Regions from separate parts of the Macaca mulatta genome. Here regions 2 and 3 are each linked to region 1. A link is a contact called in public Hi-C data. All regions are on one chromosome and are shown on one strand. Each heading gives the region's core, a stretch centred on a gene start, on an enhancer-like site or on the middle of the called end of the contact. The rest is flanking DNA. Distances are from core to core; before and after follow the strand shown. Region 1 holds the start of FAAP20 (FA core complex associated protein 20). Region 2 holds the start of MORN1 (MORN repeat containing 1). Region 3 holds the start of PEX10 (peroxisomal biogenesis factor 10).

The links. Hi-C and Micro-C count contacts between places; a contact is called where the count stands out from the background.
Region 2: a contact with region 1 is called in a Hi-C map of fetal cortex germinal zone, with 6 times the contacts expected there. The contact joins the promoter of MORN1 here to the promoter of FAAP20 in region 1. A contact is called at or near these places in 6 of 14 Hi-C or Micro-C datasets (CD4 T cells, blood, cortical neurons and 3 more).
Region 3: a contact with region 1 is called in a Hi-C map of liver, with 2.9 times the contacts expected there. The contact joins the promoter of PEX10 here to the promoter of FAAP20 in region 1. A contact is called at or near these places in 3 of 14 Hi-C or Micro-C datasets (blood, cortical neurons and liver).

Annotation. Positions count from the first base shown.
Region 1 is chr1:238,486,263-238,490,450 of T2T-MMU8v2.0, forward strand. FAAP20 (FA core complex associated protein 20) reads left to right here and starts at 2,929. Exons shown (of 5, transcript XR_013409814.1): 1 at 2,929-3,015; 2 at 3,791-4,059.
Region 2 is chr1:238,284,043-238,288,833 of T2T-MMU8v2.0, forward strand. It overlaps MORN1 (MORN repeat containing 1), which reads left to right and starts at 3,481. Exons shown (of 13, transcript XM_077979834.1): 1 at 3,481-3,577. The coding sequence starts at 3,502. RER1 (retention in endoplasmic reticulum sorting receptor 1) reads right to left here and starts at 3,164. Exons shown (of 7, transcript NM_001257522.1): 1 at 3,079-3,164.
Region 3 is chr1:238,262,497-238,266,932 of T2T-MMU8v2.0, forward strand. It overlaps PEX10 (peroxisomal biogenesis factor 10), which reads left to right and starts at 2,238. Exons shown (of 6, transcript XM_077979981.1): 1 at 2,238-2,390; 2 at 4,300-4,380. The coding sequence starts at 2,279.

The sequences.
Region 1 (4,188 bases), core at 1,679-4,178:
CAGAGCAGCAGATAAACCAGAGGGGAAGAGCCCCCAGGAGGACAACTGTGACATGTTGCACTGCCTCTGCGTCCCCAAAGCACCAGGCCCAGAGGCCCTGCTTTCTGCCACATGGCACTGGCATGGGGCTCCGGCTCCTCTTCCCTGGTGGCCAAGGGTAAATGAGGCCCACTGGGGTGACTAAGACCAAAGGGGATGGGGGCCCCCCAGCTTTGGTGCTGCAGGCTGGAGCCAGGCTCAGCTAGCCCCGAGGTCCCCTGCAGGCTCGTGCCTCCTAGCCTTGGGGCACCTGCAGCGAGAGCTTCCCAAGCAGCCCGTGCCAGCCAGGCAGCGGAGGTGTCCCAGGTCTGGGCCACTTGAGACGCCTCCCTGCTCCTGCTTTGCTCTGCCCCTCTTGGGCCCAGTGGCCAGGACACCTGCATGCGGGAGCCGGGAGGGGCCGGAAGGGGCCGGAAGGATGCTGAAGGCCCCAGCAAAGCTGTAGTGTTTGGCTTCCCAGGGGTGGGGGCTTGGTCCTCCCTCCCAGAAAGACCCCTGTTCTGGAGCAGCAGCTGCACACAGGTGTCCCTCACACGGTCCTCCAGGACAGGGCAGGGGCCTGAAGTTCCCAGGCTCTGCCCAAGGGACCCAGGCAGGGAAGGAGATGAGTCCCAGGGGCTTGAAGCCCATCCGGAGGCTAGCCGGTCCTGCGGCAGGAGGGCACTGGACCATGTGGGGGCCATAGAGGAGGAGGAGGCAGGAACCACCCCCGGGTCCAACAGTGGAACCCTGGGGTTAGGGAGCCAGAGCGGGGAAGGGAGAGAAGGGGCAAGAACATATCTCCATCCCAGCATGGCCCAGAGAGCTGAGCAAACAAACACTTGTCTTCAAGGGCCTTTCTCTTGTCTTTTTTTTTTGTTTTTCGAAATAGAATCTTGCTGTGTCGCCCAGGCTGGAGTGCAGTGGTGTGATCTTGGCTCACCACAACCTTTGCCTCCTAGGCTCAAGTGATTTTCATGCCTCAGCCACCCAAGTAGCTGGGATTACAGGCCTGCGCCACCACGCCAGGCTACTTTTTGTATTTTTAGTAGAGATGGGGTTTCTCCATGTTGGCCAGGCTGGTCTCGAACTCCTGGCCCTCCAGTGATCCTCCCGCCTTGGCCTCCCACAGTGCTGGGATTGCAGGCTTGAGCCACCACACCTGGCTTTTTTTTTTTTTTTTTTTTTTTTGAGATGGGGTCTGCAGTGGCATGATCTTGGCTCACTGCAGCCTCCACCTCCCTGGGCTCAGGTGATCCTCCCACCTTAGCCCCCCAAGTAGGTGGGACCACAGGCACATGCCACCATGCCCAGCTAATTTTTTTATTTATAGAGACAAGGTCTTGCCATGTTGCCCAGGCTGGTCTCAAACTCCTGGGCTCAAGCAATCTGCCTGCTTGGGCCTCTCCAAGTCCTAGGATTACAGGCATGAACCACTGGGCCTGGCTTTTCCTCCTTTCTTGGGAGGCTGGGACTATACTTCCAGGAAAGACCCAGAAGCTCGGAGCTGAAGCCAGGGCAGCCAGGACTGCCGGGGAGCCCTGGACACTGGCTGTTTGGGAGCTCTTGGTCAGCTGGCACCTGCCATGTGGTGGACGTGGGGCTGTGGAGACCCCACGGCTGGGCTTCTCTCCCCTGAGAACGGGCCTAGCCACAGGACACCTCCCACAAGGCCCCTGAGACCACACTGCCTGCAGCAGCTCCCCCAGGTCCCCTCCCCACACCCGGGCAGCACTCAGCACTACATCTCCATTTGCTCACTCAAGTCGCAGGGCCTGGGGGTTAGTGCCTCCGTCTTGTTTTGCTGGGGGCCTCCAGCATCTAGAACAGGAACGTGTGCTGAAGAAAACCACTCATGCAGGGAGAGGGGCACCTCCCCACTCTAGGTGCTGCTGCTGACCCCTTCCCTGAACACCAACCCATGGCCTCCAGGCCAGGGCCACTTGAAGGACGGTGGACCACTCCGGTGGCCTGGGTTCAGGGCGGGGCCCCACAGCTGAGTTCTGGAGGGAGGGCACAGACGACTGGGGGCTGGGAGGGGCCAGGTGAGGGGTGGGAACAGCGAGGGAGCCCTGCAGGAGGGTTGCCCAGCATGGCCCCAAAGCTGATGGGGCAGGGCAGGGCTGAAACTGCCAAGGAGTCCCAGAGCCCTGAGTGGCATCTAGCGAGGGCCCCTGATCCTGATCCCTGTAGACCCCAGCCCTTCCATGAGGGTGGCAGCCACTCCAGAGCCCAGCAGGGCCGAGGGAGAGGCAAGTGGTCTGGGCCCATGAGGCACTGGGCACAACCAGGTGTGGCACGAGGGTGCCTGGGCGTCTGCTGCCACCACGTGGCGGACTTTGAGGTCGCAGAGCCCAGGGTCCAGGCAGGAAAGCCCCTCAGCTGCCCCCAGAGCCCTGGCCCAGGCCCCTGAGGCCCAAGTGAGCCACCTGGACTTTGTCACTTCGCTTCTTGTTTCTTGGTTAAGGAGCTTGAGTTCTACGCCTTTTGTAAAGAAACGGTGGCGGCGACGGCGGATTTCAAGCTTTATTTACTCCTGGAGTGGTCCTGGGAGGAGAGGCGGCTCCGCAGAGCCGGAAACGGGGGCGGGAGCTGTTGGGTGCAGCCAGGAGGAGGCAGGGCCGGGGCGGGGCGGGCAGCCATCGGGGTAACGGAGGGGGCTCCGGCCCGGGGCTGCCTGGACCGGAAAGGGGACACGGGCGGGGCTCCCCCAGCTGACCTCCCGCCGCACACGCCTGGGCCCCCACCCTCACGCCAGGCCCCCCTCTGCGGTGCAGGACGAAGGAACCCTGGCCTCAGTTTCCCCACAGGCTGGGATCAGGGCCCCTGGGGTTCCGACTGGCTCGGAGGGGGCGGCCTCACTGCAGCGGTCTGGGGGCGGGGCCTGGGGCGGGGGCGGGGCCTGCGCTCACTTCCGCCCGGCGCGCGGGCTCGGATGGAAGCGGCGCGGAGGCCGCGGCTGGGGCTGAGCCGCCGGAGGCCGCCCCCAGCGGGCGGGTGAGGCCGAGGGCCGGGCGGGGGCGCGGCCGGTTTTCCCGCTGCCACGTGCTTCCCGGCGCCCCCGCGGGCCTCCCGCTCTCTTCTCCCCCTGGGGAGGGCTTCCCGCCCCCGGGCCTACCCCCCACGCCCGTCGCCCCACCCCGCACCGCCATTCAGCGCCCGCCTTGAGCCCCCCACCCCATGCCGAGCTTCCCCTGAGCTTCCCTCGCGCCGCCCCAGGCCCTCCCGCGCCTCTCCCATCATCGCGTCTCCCCTGAGCACCCCACATCTGCCCACTCTATCTTCCCCGGGCCCTCCGCAATCTCCCCAGCCATCGCCTCATCCCGCTGAGGACCCCATATTTTCACCCACACCCCCGCCCCCAGTACCCCTTGTCTCCTCACTGCCCCAGCAGCCCTTCCCCCAACCCTGCCCCCCACCTCCCCCACCATCGAATTTCCCTCTGGTACCCCCCATCTCCCCGCTGTGTCTGCTGCAGGCCCTCCCAGGTCCCCCCACCATAGCGTTTCCCCGGCTGAGTACCCCGTCTCCTTTTTCTGTCCGCCCCAGGCCTTCTGGCGGCCGCCCCTGGTTTCTCCTGGGGGGTGATGAGCGGGAGCGGCTCTGGGCCGAGCTGCTGCGCACGGTGAGCCCAGAGCTCACCCTGGACCACGAGGTGCCTCCACTGCCCGCCTTCCCTGGACAGGTGTGCCCACCGGGCCCATCGCAGCGGGGGAGGGGTTTCCAGGGCGAGAGCCGCCGCTGGGCGAGGCCCAACAACTCCATGTTGCAGGAGCCCAGGTGCGGCCCGGAGCCCACTGAAGCCTTCACTGTCGGACCCAAGACCTTTTCCTGGACGCCCTTTCCACCAGACCTGTGGAGCCCGGGCCGCTCCTACCGGCTGCTTCGCGGGGCAGGAGGGCACCTGGAGTCCCCCGCCAGGTCCCTGCCCCAGCGCCCGGCACCTGATCCCTGCAGGGCCCCCAGAGTGGAGCAGCAGCCGTCCGTGGAGGGTACCGCCCTGCGCAGCTGCCCCATGTGCCAGAAAGAGTTCGGCCCCAGGTGAGTGGGCCACCCTGTGCCCCGCCCGGTTTTCCATCCGTGTTTGGAAACCACAGCCGTTCAGAAGGTCAAGAGGTGGCCGAGCTCAGCGCTGGCTTTTAAAGCCCTGTTTCACACGTGGAAACGTGG
Region 2 (4,791 bases), core at 2,231-4,730, 200 kb before region 1:
TCACAAAGGCTAAAGCATTGTCCTGGCCCATCAGCATGTTTGCAGTGGGCAGGAGCTGGAACCCGCATCTTCCTGAAACCAACGCTCCTCCAGTCCCACCCTGTGAGCGCTGGGGAAACCTTCCCTGCAGGTGGAAGGCAGAGGGGGCCAGACGCAATCCTGCCCTCAAGGGCCTCGGCTCTCCCATCACAACTGATGCGGGGAAATGATCCAGGCAGCTCCCTCCACGTCACCAAGTCTGTGCAGAATGTGGCTCCGTGACACCATTCCTGGATCCTGCGGAGTGCCAGGCCGGCTCAAGGAGACCGAGGGGCCCTTTGGTCTCATGTAAACCAAAGACACACAGGAGGAGGACTTTCACTCTCCACTGAGAGAACTCCGTATTTAAATAGAGGCTACACTAGAATGCGCCACCTGGAAAGGCCACCCTGTTTAGGCCAAAGCCAGGCATCTGAAAGACACGCATCACATTCTTCGTCTTGTAGCTCCTTACAGTTTTCCCCGTTTTACTCAGACTGTTTCCCATTAAAGCGCTTTTACTTGACTGCAGGTGATGAGAGTAATGTCAGAGAGAAAATACTCGGCTCTCCCACCAAAGGGTGTTCTCTAGGCAAAGTTCAGAACGTCTCTCTCTCCAGCTGAACGTGTAAAAAACCTACTCGAAACCCATCAGCCAATTCTGCTTCTCTGACACACACAACACGTATACCAAACACACACAGTCAGCTCACACCCTGACTGAACGCATCACCAGGAACAGCCTGAGGCAGTGTGGCAGGAGCAAGAACGTGAACTTTGGACTCCAACGGCCTGCTTTCAGATCCTGGCTCTACCACTCTCTGTCAGTGTGACCAGGACAGGCTATTCCAGGATGCCTCAGGTTCCAGTCTGTGAAATGGGACAACAGCACCTCTCGTGCCTTCTCCACGAGGCTCTTGCGAGTCGTCACTGGACAGCCCGTGGAACACCCTTGGATCCAGGCAAGGCAGTGCCAGCCCTGTTCCCAGATCAAGGCCAGCCCTCACAGCAGCTGCCCCCACTGCAGCCCTCCTCTCTGCTCAGTTTGAAGGCCACCTCCTCTTCAGAGGTCTCCGTTATTGCCCACACTGACCCCTAGTACCTTACATCACATCACCCTGCTTTTATTTTGTGTACAACTGTTTCCTGATACCTTTCTGGCTTATTTCTCAATTTTCTCCTGCTAGAATGAAGCTCCTGGAGGGGTCCCTTGTCTGGTTTGGGGCTGGGCCCTACCACCTGGAAGTCCATTCCATAGCAGACAGCCCATCAGTTACCTGCTGAAGGTGACTGCTTTATGTCTAGTCACAAACAAAACTGAAAGGGAGATAAAACCAGTCCAAGCAGAAACCATGAGGACATGCCAGAAAGTGTAAAACTCTCTATGTGCCTTGTTCTAGGGCCCACCACATTCATCCACATCTGTGGTCCATCACTATGTGTGTGGTAAGGATGAAGTCCTCCGCCTGGCGTCCAGGAGCACTGAAGTCTGGGATGAAGTCCTCCGCCTGGCGTCCAGGAGCACTGAAGTCTGGGATGAAGTCCTCCGCCTGGGGTCCAGGAGCACTGAAGTCTGGGATGAAGTCCTCCGCCTGGCGTCCAGGAGCACTGAAGTCTGGGATGAAGTCCTCCGCCTGGCGTCCAGGAGCACTGAAGTCTGGGATGAAGTCCTCCGCCTGGGGTCCAGGAGCACTGAAGTCTGGGATAAAGTCCTCCGCCTGGGGTCCGGGAGCACTGACAGTCCGGGATGAAGTCCTCCGCCTGGCGTCCAGGAGCACTGAAGTCTGGGATGAAGTCCTCCGCCTGGGGTCCGGGAGCACTGACAGTCCGGGATGAAGTCCTCCGCCTGGGGTCCGGGAGCACTGACAGTCCGGGATGAAGTCCTCCGCCTGGCGTCCAGGAGCACTGACAGTCCGGGATGAAGTCCTCCGCCTGGGGTCCGGGAGCACTGACAGTCCGGGATGAAGTCCTCCGCCTGGGGTCCGGGAGCACTGACAGTCTGGCTCCCACCACCTTTCTCTTCACGACCCCATCCCCAATTCCCCAATTCCTCCGGAACTAGGAAAGCCCTAGCAGCGGTGCACAAAGCTTCATGCCTCTAGTGTTGTTCAGTTCTCTGAAATGCCCTCCCAGACCCCTTCTCTTCCTTCTTTCCAAGGCCACATTCCAGCCTGGGCTCCTCCCTCCTCTGGGCCTGACCATCGTACATCTCCACCTGGCTCTGACACACTGTAACCGCCGTCACCTCGGGCATACGGCAGAAGCCAAGCGAGTCTGAATTACTGAGAACCCTTTATCCACTTACGGGATAACTGCATTTCCTGTGAAATGTCAACCCAACTAAAAACAAAGTGTTTCCAGGACCAACGGCCAGCCTCTACTCTTCACAAAGGGAAAAGGGCGAAAGCCCACTGAAGGTACTCAGGCTGAAAGCAGCCCTCTGTGCTGTAAGACACCTGGCAGAGAAACGAACGATACCTTTATCAGCGGGGCCACAGACCAGTACTAAGTCAGCCTGGAGAATTTATGATTTTATTGCCTATGTAGAATACGATCAAAACCGATGTAACTAGTTTCCCTTGAGCCCGTCAGTAACGCCTTCGGCCCAGAGCTTAACACTAAATCCTATAGATAAGCGCTGACCTGGACGCAGGATGGGGAGACGGCATATCCCCTCTCGAATCCAGCCCAACTCGCAGCGCTATGGGGGCGGCGACTTCCCGCTTCCCCCAAATGCACAACAGGGGAAGCGGACGAGACGAGGCCCGGGTGGGGAGGGCTGCAGCCCCCGCCCGGCCCCTCTCCCGCTCACCTGCCCCTCGCAGGCCCCAGGGCTCGGCCTGCACCCCCCAGCCCCTCGTCCCGGGCCCGGCCCCGAGGCGCGACCCGTACCCCTCAGGGCCGCGGGTCGGGAACACGGTCCCAGCGGCCACCCAGGCCCCGACGTCCCTCCCCGCCCGGCCCTCAGCGCGGCCCCGCCCGCCCGCGGCCTTGACAGCCCGGAAGCAGCGGAGGCGGCGCTGCCCGGCCGTTCCCGCGCCACGCAGCCCTTCCTGGCACCTCGCAGCTCCGCTACGGCCGAGCCGCGGTCTCCCTCACGGCCGCGGGAAGGAGGACGGCGGGGCAGGGGCGGCCGCCGGGGCTGCGCTCTGGCTCCGAGAAACTGCAGCGAGCACTTCCGCTCCGTCCTCCGCGGCACCGCCTCCAGGGCCCCCAAGATGGCGCGAGGGCGGGGTCGAGGGCTCCAACCATTTCCGCTTCCGGCGCAGACGCGCAGGCCGTTGGCGGGCGGGCCTCTCCGCGGAAGACACGACAGCGGCGGAAACGCGCACAGGCGCAGCTGCGTCCTCTGGCTCCGGGTCCGGCTAGCTTCGCTCCAGAGATTGCGCGGGCTCAGGGACTAGGCCCGTGGCCACACCCCCTTGCGACAAAGACCAATGGAAGCGGGCGTTGCTGGTCGCTAAGGAAACCCCCGGCGGCAAGATGGCGGCGGTTGGCGAGGGCACCCCGAGCTCCCGTGGGCCGCGCCGGGACCCGCCGAGGAGGCCGCCCCGGGACGGTAATGACTGCGGGCCACGGGGCAGGTCGCCGGCTGCCCTGGGCCCCGTTCGGGGTGCGATCGCTCTACGCCCTCAACCCCCAAATGCTCACCTCGGAAAGTGGAGGTCCAGGTGCCGCGGCGGAGCCGGGGCCGCCTCCGCGTCCCCCACTCCCACAGGACTCGCCGTGCGCCTCCCCGGGCCCGGCTCGCACCCTTCCCCGAGCCCTCCTGCCGCAGCAGGCCCAGGCCTGCAGGGGGTCGCCCCCGGCTTGCTCCCAGCAGGGAAGATCGGATTCCGGCCGCAGCCTCACAGCCAGCCGGACCTGGGGTTGCCTTGGGGATCCCGAAGCCGGGGATGTGGGGCCAGGGCAGGCGCAGGAGCAGCACGAAGCCTCCTGACTTCCTGGCCGGTGCTGTCCAGAAACGCTAGGTCGCGTTTCAAAAGCAGATTTTGCCTGTCACTCCCAGCACTTTGGGAGGCCGAGGCGGGCGGATCACCTGAAGTCAGGAGTTCGAGACCAGTCTGGCCAACATGGCGAAACCCCGTCTCTACTAAAAAAATACAAAAATTAGCCGAGCGTGGTGCCGCCTGTAGTTCCAGCTACTCAGGAGGCTGAGGCAGGAGAATCCCTTGAACCCAGGAAGCGGAGGTTGCAGTGAGCCGAGATCGCGCCACTGCATCCCAGCCTGGGCGACAGAGCAAGACTCCGTCTCAAAAAAAGAAAAAAAAAAAAAAAAGCCGCTCTTGATAGGAACTGTTTCTAGAATCAAATAAACGGGTCTGGAATGAACTCAGAGCTCACACTAGTATCTTCAGGTAGAAGATTTGGGGCAGATACAGTAGCCTGTGGTAACCCCCTGCCCTCCTCCCCGACATTTTCCCATAAACCCTGCCCCCAAGATGTGCCCGAGGAGGAGCTGGTGGGGAGGGAGCCCTACCCATTCCAGGAACTGCAGGAGTTGGCGGGTGGCCCACCCAGCAACTGGGAAGAGTTAAAGCCGGCCAGGCCCTCCTTAGGTTTGAGTGTGGATTTTGTCCCCAGGGATAGGAGACCACTGAAGGGTCACAGCAGGGGATGGGAGGGTCTGCTCCTCCCCTGTGTGCCTCACTGATGCTGCCGGCTCTGCCTTCCCCTGGCTCACTCATCTCCCGCAACAAGGCTCCCAACCTGTCCCTCACCACCTCCCGAGCACCTCTACTGTCTCAAGGACCTGCTCTTGTTTCAACCCAG
Region 3 (4,436 bases), core at 988-3,487, 220 kb before region 1:
AGAACCCTGGAACCCGCCAGAGCTCCCTGGTTGCCTGGTCAGCCAGGACATGGAGACATGACTCCCACCCCACCTCCCTGAGACCCCTCCAGGCGCTTCCTTTCCTCCGCCGTTTCGGGCAGATGGTCGCTCCACTTGGCGGGTGGTTCTGATCTAGATTCGATTGTCTTTGGGGCAAAACTCCCCACCTAATGCCGTGTAACTCTACAGGGGAGCCCGGTGGAGAGCAGATGGGCCGACACTGCCACCTGCTGGCCATCCCAGGATAGGACCCCCAAATTCATGTCATTCTCATGAAGGACCCTCGGGGTTCCAGAGGCCTTCGAGGCCCCAGTGAGTGAGGAAATTGAGGGTCGCGGGTCCATTACAAGACCCAGCCAAGGCCTAGAGCCAAGGCTTGAACCCTGGAGGACCCCCAAACCCCACCTGCCCAGGAACAGCAGACACTGGGACACTGTTTCAGGTCCTGCCCAGGCCCCTCCCACTGTGAGGCTGGGATTTGTCGCCCAGGGAGCAGGTGAGAAGAGTGGGGAAAGCAGTCCTGAGCCTGGGCGGCGGTGGGGGATGCCTCCCAGAGCAGGCCATCAGTCAGGGGCCCATCCTAGAACCCAGCGTGAATCCAAAGGAGCCAAAGCCTCCTCCTCAGAATCAGACTTGGAGCTGTGAACCCAGGGGCCAGAGCAGTTCTGGGCCAGGAAGGGGAGCTTCGTCTCAAACTGTTATCTAAGCATTGACCAGAACACACGATCACCTCAGCGGTTCCATGTGGGCGATGCCGGGCTGCCTGGTCCACGGATGAGGGGTTCAGCTCAAGGTGCCCAACCCAACCAGAGGGCAGCCTCTGTGTCCAGGAGACACGTGTGCACCCGCGGGGTGAGAACGCCAAAGGGGTGCAGGTGGGGGTAGGTTCAGTAGCCAGAGGGCCTGCGGGGCCACCCAGGCCATGCCCTTTCCTGTAAGAGCGGCCATTCCCGCAGGGTGGGGCTCTGGCTTTGTGACTGGGCTGTGCCAGTCTGGGTATGATCCCACAGCTGAGCCCCTGTAGATGCAGGTGAGGCAAGGAACCCCACGCCCTCCCCACTGAGGTCAGCGGGGCGCAGACGCCCCCTTGTCGGTGCCCTGCCTTCCTCCTGCAATCCTGCAGGACTCTCCAGGGCCAAGTGCTGCCTTTGGGGCCAAAAAGACAGCGCCTTCTCCTTCGCCTGCCCTGCGGCCATTCAGAGACATGCAGGGCACCTCCTGCTCTGCCTGGCCAGGTGGCCCCAGAAGCACAGGCCGCAGACACCGCGGGGGACCTGCGTGGGCCTCCAGTTCCCGCCCCAGCCCTTCCCATCCCCAGTTCAGGGCAGGTCCAGCTGTGGCCAGAGGTTGGGGAAGGCTCTGTCCCCTCCAGGTGTGCAGCCTTGGCCAGTGCTTCAGGCCTCCCTCCGCTCCTGCCCTGTGAGCAGAGGGGTCGGGGCGCCTGCGATGTGGTTCCCCAGAGCACCAGCGGGGTTCAGGCCAAGCAGGGTGGAGGGTGGAGGGCCACCTTCCGCCCGTCCTGGAACCACGCGGCGGCCTCCCGGTTGCCCCCCACCCGCCAGGCCCTGCCTCCCATGGGCACCAGTGGGGAGTCCACACCAAGCCGGCCATGTGCTTTTCGCGCGGGATTACTGGGGAAGCCGGCTGCTCGGTACCTGGAAGGTCCCGGGTCTCGCCTCGTGCCCCTCTGGCCCCCAAACCCACCGGCGCCCCGGAACAAGCCAACCGGTGCTGAGAGCCCGCGCAGCTCAGAGGGCGAGAGGGCGGGACAGCCGCGGGGGCGCTGGGAGCTCGGCTTCCCGGATAGCCAAGCGCAGGCCTCCGTCTCCCCAGCCGCAAATGGGCCCGCAGCGTCTCCACCCCGCAGCGCTGTCCCCAGTGGGAGGGCGGCCCGTGGACGTGCAGGGAGCACGGCGGGGGCCCGAGGCAACGCAGGACCCTGGGGGCGCCGCACCCCGCGGCCTCGCCAGCGCCTGTCGCCCGCGCGCCCCGCCCCCACGCCGGCTCCTGCGCTCCGCCCCGTTCTGCGCCTCCGACTCCCCGTGCTGCCCCGCTCCGCGCCGCGCTGGTTCGGACTCCAGCCCCACTTCCGCCCAGGCCCTGGCCCCACCTCCAGCCCCGGTCCGGCCCCGCCCCCGCACCGTGACGCAGAAGGTCTGCGCCGTACGCCGAGCCACGTCGTGCTGTCATCAGGTCTCGCCCGCGTGGCTGTGGGCGTGGCTAGCGTGGCTTCTCGGGACCACCTGAACTCGCGGCCATGGCCCCGGCCGCCGCCAGCCCCCCGGAGGTGATCCGCGCGGCGCAGAAGGACGAGTACTACCGCGGTGGGCTGCGGAGCGCGGCGGGTGGCGCCCTGCACAGCCTGGCGGGTGAGGGCCGGGCGCGGCCGGATGTCCTCGCAAGCGGCCTAGGGGGCGTTGCCCCTCATGGAGGCGGGGTGTCTACCGTGTGTGGTCACCGTCGCCTGGGCCCGTCCCGCAAGCCGGGACCCGGCAGTCTCCTTCGCCTGCCCTGCGGTCATTCAGAGATGTGCGGGGCACCTCCTGCCCTGCCTGGCCAGGTGGCCCCAGAGGCACAGGCCGCAGACACCGCAGGGGAGCTGCGTGGGCCTCCATTTCCCGCCCCAGCCCTTCCCGTCCCCACGTCAGGGCAGGTCCAGTTGTGGCCAGCGGCTGGGGAAGGCTCTGTCCCCTCCAGGTGTGCGGCTTTGGCAAGCGCTTCAGGCCTCCCTCCGCTCCTCCCCTGTGAGCAGAGGGGTCTGCGCGCCCGCGGCGCGAACGCCTCGTACCTCGGTCCCGTTCACACTGACCCCGGCCTTTCCTAGGCTTGACCAGCCGCCCAGGCCCCTCGCCCTTCTGACCCCAGGGTAGGCTCAGCCAGGCCCTACCTGCCTCACCAGGCCGTGAGCTGAGTACAGAAGCCAGTGTACTCAATGAAGCAGCGCCTGTCATCCTAGCAGTTTGGGAGGCGGAGGCGGGAGGATCGCTTGAGCCCAGGAGTTTGAGACCAGCCTGGGCAACAAGGCAACACTCCGTCTCTATAAAAAATCTGAAAATTAGCCGGGCGTGATAGTGGTGTCTGTAATTCCAGCTCCTCAGGAGGCTGAGGCAAGAGAATCGCCTGAGCCCAAGGGATGAGGCTGCAGTGAGCCATGATTGTGCCACTGCACTCCAACCTGGGTGATGGGACCAGACCCCATCACCGATTAAAACACGAAGAAAAAAAAAAAAAGAGGCCGGGTGGGGTGGCTTAGGCCTGTAATCCCAGCACTTTGGGAGGCCCAGGCAGACGGATCACTTGAGGTCAGGAGTTCGAGACCAGTCTGGGCAACATGGTGAAATCCCGTCTCTACTAAAAATACAAAAATTAGTGGGCATGGTGGCATGTGCCTGTGATTCCAGCTACTCAGGAGGCTGAGACAGAATCACTTGAACACGGGAGGCGGAGGTTGCAGTGAGCCAAGATCATGCCACTGCACTCCACCCTGGGGGACAGAACAAAAAAAAAGCAACGCCATCAAGTCTTTGGGGGTGGGGCAGGCAGTTGTTAAAGGCATCAACTCCCAGCAGAACGTTTCATGGAGCAGTGGCACTAGAGCCCAGTGGCAGGGGTGTCATGGCAGCAGGAACAGTGCTGTGGGACAGGAAGAGCGTGGGTAAATATCAGAGGACAGCCAGGCTCCCTGCCAGGAGGGGCCATGGGTATCAGGTGGGCAGCCATTGGCAGATTCTGAATAGGAGAGTGACAAGAATTTTTTGTGTGTGTCCATATTTATTTTACAATACACTGGGCACTTAGCCCTGTGCCAGACACTGTTCCCAGTGTTTTACAAATATTAACTCATTGAATCTTCAAACATCCCTATAGGTAGGACTTACTGTTACTCTTCTGATAGATGAGCAAATTGAGATTCCAGAAAGATCTCACAGCCAGGAAGTTGGAGAGCTGCTGTTTGATGCTAGACAGTTGGCCTCTGGCCTGTACTCTTACTACCCCAGACCGTCTTTCCATGTTGCCCTCATAGGCCCTAGAATGGTTGCTCAGGGGAATCCCAGAGCGAGAGATGGGCGCAAGTGGGAGGTTCTTAGCAGACTGTCTGCAGCTCACGCTAAGGCAGGTCAAGGTGGAGACAAGGTGGTGCCTCTGGAGACAGAATCAGAGAGGGAGTTGGGGGATGGGACTGGATCTGGGCCTAGACAACTCCGGGGAGGACTGTGGTCCCTCATGCTCAGGGCATGCCCACCAGCTGCCCCAGACTAATGCTGTTTCTCCTCTCAGGTGCGAGGAAGTGGCTGGAGTGGAGGAAGGAGGTTGAGCTGCTCTCAGATGTGGCCTACTTTGGCCTCACCACACTTGCAGGTAGAAGCCCCCACTGGTCCTCAGGACTGAGGGCAGCCACACACACCAAGTCCGGG